Linked DNA regions of Hordeum vulgare: region 1 is linked to region 2. Evidence: chromatin contacts called from public Hi-C data. All regions are on one chromosome and are shown on one strand. The core of a region is the stretch at or near the end of the contact, and the rest is flanking DNA. Distances in the headings are between cores, read along the strand shown.

Region 1 (2,700 bases), core at 23-2,522, 300 kb before region 2:
TTTGGTTTTTACTGTGCGCATTACCCCTTTGTGGTTGTGTTCTGACCCTCTCTCGCGTTTTTTGCCGGTTTCCCAAATGATGCTATATATAAATAACAAACAAATCTGATGAAACAATTGTTTGTGATTGTATCTCCAACAAACATAGGTGTGCGGGAGTAAACGTGTCCGATGTCCGTGCCCTGTAAAATCAACTCAGCACAGTGATGGTAGCCGCAAGAGTTAGCCAAGACAAAGGGGTATATATTTAGGAACGAAGGGAGTATATATTTAGTGTAATATAATTAGCCCAAATATATACTTCCTTCGTTCCTAAATTTTATTTTTTAGAGATTCAATTCTATAACAACACATACTAGGACAAAGGAAGTTGACGGGGTGTGAGTGGCGCATGGCAAGATCGTCGGGTGTCCTTGCAGTATACGGGAAAATGCAGGGGTGATGCGGCGGCAACGTCGATGAGCTGCTAGGAAGGCTGGGTCGAGACATGAGAGAAATGAGGAAGCTATACTAGCGGCAGAGGAAGGGGAACGAGTGGCCAAAAATGCAAGGGTGGAAAGATAAATAAGATTTAGGGGGGAACCCACGCATGGCCCCGTATGTGACGCTCCGCGTACGACTCAATGAAAACTCAGCTGGTCGACCGGCTACAAACATTTACCTTTTTAATATAGCAGTTGATCAGTGTTATGAAACAAACATCATTAATATTACATCGATTAGGATTAGTGACCTTATATTTTTGTAAATTGTATTTTTTATAGTGGTCTTATATATAAAAATAAAGGGAGTAACTAAAAAGGGGTGGATTATAAGACCCACTCTTGTTCGACCTGAATCTAGCAAAAGGAAAACTCTTCACGCCGGCAGTCCGACCAAATGTTGCGTCGCTCACGCATGTATTGCATGATCGACCTGCATTTGTTGGCATGTGTTGCTTCCATGTCATATTGAGGGGTGGGGGTGGCGCTGCATCCATAACCGGCGAAGCTGCATCCATTTTTGCTGCAAACATGATGATGCGGCGAGTTTTTGCCGGAACCAGCATCGGCGGTGCTATAATCGACACGACGTTTTGTTGCAACCGGGCATGCTCGTTGCTACAACGGGCACGGCAATTGCTGCAACCGGCCATGACCGCCCCGGATGGGATCTTCATGGAAGCTCCGACCAAGGGTACTTTGATTGGGGGGACATCACTGGCGCTGAGCGAGGTGGACTTTTTTCCCGGGCGTGATGTGTAAAGCGATGCGGGGAGCTTGGTTGATTTTATTTTATTTTTTGTTTCTTTGAGTGAGAGAGGTGGACAGTGATGAACATAACGCTCTAATCAAACGGCTATTAAGACGCAGATCGTGCGGCCGCGGAAGGACGATACAAATTTGGGCTGGTGCATCAGCGTCTATCACTGGTCTAGCAAAAACTAGCGAACATGCCAACACAATCGACAACTCATATTTGATGCTTCAGCACTGTTTAAGAGGTGTGCCACTATTAGAGCACGGTTAATACTATAGTCAACTCCTCGCTATGGTCATTCTCATGTCATCTATATCACATCTTATAGCCAACATGTACAATAATTGATTAGAAAAATATACTATTTTTTATTACATGGCCCACCTTTCACTCTTACAAAGTGCCTAAGAGCATGTATTAGAGCTAGCTCTTAACTAAGAGTCCGCTTACCTTCTCTCATTTTCTGTTTCCTCCAACTAAACAAAAATATACTACTTTATTTCTTATAGCCAACTGACTCAACTTTATTGTACTTGCTCTTAGACGCATGTGGGCTACACTTTGGGAAACTTATATGATTACTCCCTTTTTTGCGCTTAATTGCTGATTCGTTCGCTCAGCCTCGCTCGCTCGCTCGTTCTTATTTTTTTGCTCAGGTGTGGTGAGTTGCTAGTCAGAAAAATAAAGACGCCACCTTTTTCATGATTTTGAAAATAATTATAAAATAGAAAAGGTTCGTGGCTTTCAACAAATAGGCACGGGTCTAGACAAGTGTTCGCAAATTCTAAAATCATGAATTTGAAAATGTTCATGAATTTTATAGAAGTTTGTGAATATTTTTTTCACAAATTCGAGAAGAAACATATAAATGGTCATGGGTTTAAAAAAAGGTTCTCAAATTTGAAAAAAGTTCACAATTCAAAGAAAAGTTCATCAATTATAAAAATGAATTTGCAAAAAGTTCATTGATTTTGAGGAAGTTCACGGATTTATTGAAAAACTCAGGAATATGAAAAAAACATCGAATCAAAAAAATGTTCTTCAATTTTTCAAAAAAGTTCATGAAATTGAAAGAAGATCGGCGATTAGAAAAGAGTTTATGGATTTTAAAAAAGGTTAATTTTTTAAAAATGTTTACAAATTTGAAAAAAGTTGATCAATTTTTAAAAAATGTTCATGGATTTCAAACATTTTATTCCTTTTCAAAAAAGCATGAATTTAAAAAAGGTCCACAAACTTGAAAATGTCATCAAATCTGAAAAAAAAAATCACAAATTTGAAAAGAGTTCATGAGTTGAAAACTTTATTGTAATTGAAAAAATGCATGGATTCAGAAAAAAGTTCACAAGTTTGAAAAAAAATAATGGTTTAATAATCATTTATGAATAAAAAAGGAATTTAAAATGGAAAAAGAAAGAGGAAAAAATAAGAAAAAACAGCCAAATAAACTGAAAAAAGAAA
Region 2 (2,700 bases), core at 87-2,586:
AATAACTTTGAATACTGGTTCTGGATGGTTTCATCCAACGGTTGGGATGTGGCAAACCCGAGTAATATTGACCATTAGACATTCTCTTCATTACATAATATCTAGAAGTTTCTCCTTGAGCTTAAGCACAATCATAATATGCACAAACTTTAAAACAAAGACTGTTCTCCTTTGTTCTAGATTCTTCCATACTTTAATTCTCCAAACAAATTTTATTAAGAGAATTTTCATTCATTTTTGTTATATCATTTACATTGCACAAAACTCAAGCACTTCACATTTTTCCTCGACTCATCTCCAAAAAAAAGTCTTACAAAATAATTGACATGTGTTTTTACTTCATATTTTTATTATTTTTTCATTCGTTTTGCATTTTTCTTCAGTTTGATTTTTCATTTTATGTTTCATTTGGTTTATTTCATATTTTTTTTAGTTTTTTTGTTTTTCTCTTTTGGTTTTTTATTCTACATTTTTTGTATATATCAACAAGATTTTTATAATACACGTTTAACTTTTTTCAATATAATTTAACATTTTTAATATATGATGAATATTTTCTATATACACAGTTCATTTTTAATATATTATAAACATTTTTATACACAATTTTAACATTTAAATGCTTGGTTAACATTTTTCATATACACTTTTTAAAATACATGGTCAAATTTTTATAATACATGGTCAAATTTTTATCTATATACTTTTTAAAATGCTTGATTAACAATTTTAAAGTAAAAACATTAACATTTTTTAATACATTACCAACATAATTTTACAAACATTTAACATTTTCGAAACGCTTGATAGACATTATTCAAACACTTGTTACATATTTTTATATACATGATAAATTTATCATTTTTTAATATATTGTCAACATTTTCTCCTTAGACATTTAATATTTCCAAAAGGCTTGTTTAATAGTTTTAAAATACTTGCCCAATATTTTTTTCTAAAATTATTGATTAACATTTTATATACAATATCAAAAAAATCATCATTTTTTAATACGTGGTCAACAATTTTTTTATACACGCTCAAAGTTTTCCAAATACTTGATTAACATTTTTAAAATACTTGTTCAATATTTTCTGAATGCTTAGTTAACATTTTTTTCAAATACTTGTTCGATATTTTGTGAAAGATTGATAAGAAAATTTCCAAATACTTCCGAATGCCTAATTATTATTTTTAAAATACTTGGTTCACATTTTAAAAATATGATTTTTGAAATATATTAGAGTATAAACAAACGTAAAACAATAAAGCAAAAACGAAAACAGAACACGTAAAAGAACAGAAAAACAGGCCGTGGCCTCGCACGCGTATGGGCTGGCCCATCATGCTTGCCCCTTTGAGCAAGTCAGAAGTTACACACTCGCTGATTGCCAGAAAAAATATCTAGCAGGCTTGCAGCCTTTTATTATGTCGGACGGGCCAATAATTCTTTTTCCTCTCTCGGGCTGGCTGAAATATATTCAGCCTAAAGGCTAAAATAAGTTGTCTGATTATTTAATCTGTGGGGACAATAAAGTGTGGTTTGCCTCTAGAAAAAAATCTGCCACAAAAGCACAGTGTAAGCCACGGTGCTTCAGTTCACACTTCAGAGTGTATTTTGCCACAAAAAGGGTCGTTTTTCTTCGAAACGAAAAAAAAGCGTCTTTTCCGCACATCTTCTGGAAGTGTACTTTCTGGTCATCAGATTACACTGCAAAATAGTCGATGAAAAAAAAAAGATTACACTGCAAATCTCCGTGGACTGTATGGATGAGAAGCTGTTGGAGGGCACTGTTTCCATCCACCGAGTTCGATCCAGCCATTAGGATGACAAGACAATCGAACCGATTCGCGAGACACCATGATGTGACCTGTCATGCAATGCAACCGAGTACCCCTCCGTTCCTAAATATAAATTTTTTAAACGATTTTACTAGGAGTCTACATACAAATCAAAATAAGTAAATCACACTCTAAAGTATGTCTATATACATCCATATATAGTTTACTAGTGAAATCTTTACAAAGACTTATATTTAGGAACGGAGGGAGTATATAACAAAAACTATCACATTACAAACGTTAATTTTGGAAAATTACTATTTTTTAATCTTTTAAAAAAGTACCACAAAAGTGGTTGCGGTACGGCTGATTCAAAAAACCTAGTGATCGAACGGTTACATTTTAAATGCGCTTATGACACGTATGGGCCCGCCCGTGAGGGTTCTGTCGGCTAGGGGCTCACGGCGCGCTTGCGGACGACCGTTAGGTCGACCCGTTCCGACCGTGGTCAAAGCGACCGACCCGGCTCACTCTGTTTCCCCGTCCTCCTCTCTTCTCTCGCTTGCACTCCCTCTCCCGCGATGGCGCCGGCGATGGCGAAACCAGGCGATGGCGGCCACTCTACGGTGGGAGATGGAACGGGGGATGACGACAACGGAGAGTATTCGAAAGTGGATAATTGGTTGGGCAGCGGCAGCTTTGCAATGCAGTCGCCCGTGCTGACGCCGCAGCATACTCCTCCGATGACGCCAGAAACTGCACCACCATCACCGGACAATCAACAGTTCTCGCTCGAGTACACATCGGCCAGGGCTCTTGCTAGAGCTGTCGCCGCAGATCCGTCCAATTCCCACTAATGGGCATCTGCATTTGGAGGGGTTGAGTAAGTTTTTTCTTGTCTTGCACAAACCCTAGTTT

Evidence for each region. A called contact is a pair of places that touch in the nucleus more often than the background predicts.
Region 1: a Hi-C map of leaf shows a contact between it and region 2, with 6 times the contacts expected there. The contact joins two enhancer-like sites. A contact is called at or near these places in 2 of 6 Hi-C or Micro-C datasets (leaf and seedling).

Annotation. Positions count from the first base shown.
Region 1 is chr4H:465,888,228-465,890,927 of MorexV3_pseudomolecules_assembly, reverse strand. No RefSeq gene overlaps it. Among protein-coding and RNA genes, the nearest start is that of LOC123448983, 21 kb to the right of the region's middle. Within about 2 kb of position 1,272, at least 1 of the 3 cell types and tissues checked has open chromatin away from gene starts, as enhancers often do. A contact at or near this core is called in leaf, where this site is marked.
Region 2 is chr4H:465,585,632-465,588,331 of MorexV3_pseudomolecules_assembly, reverse strand. No RefSeq gene overlaps it. Among protein-coding and RNA genes, the nearest start is that of LOC123448981, 23 kb to the right of the region's middle. Within about 2 kb of position 1,336, at least 3 of the 3 cell types and tissues checked have open chromatin away from gene starts, as enhancers often do. A contact at or near this core is called in leaf, where this site is marked.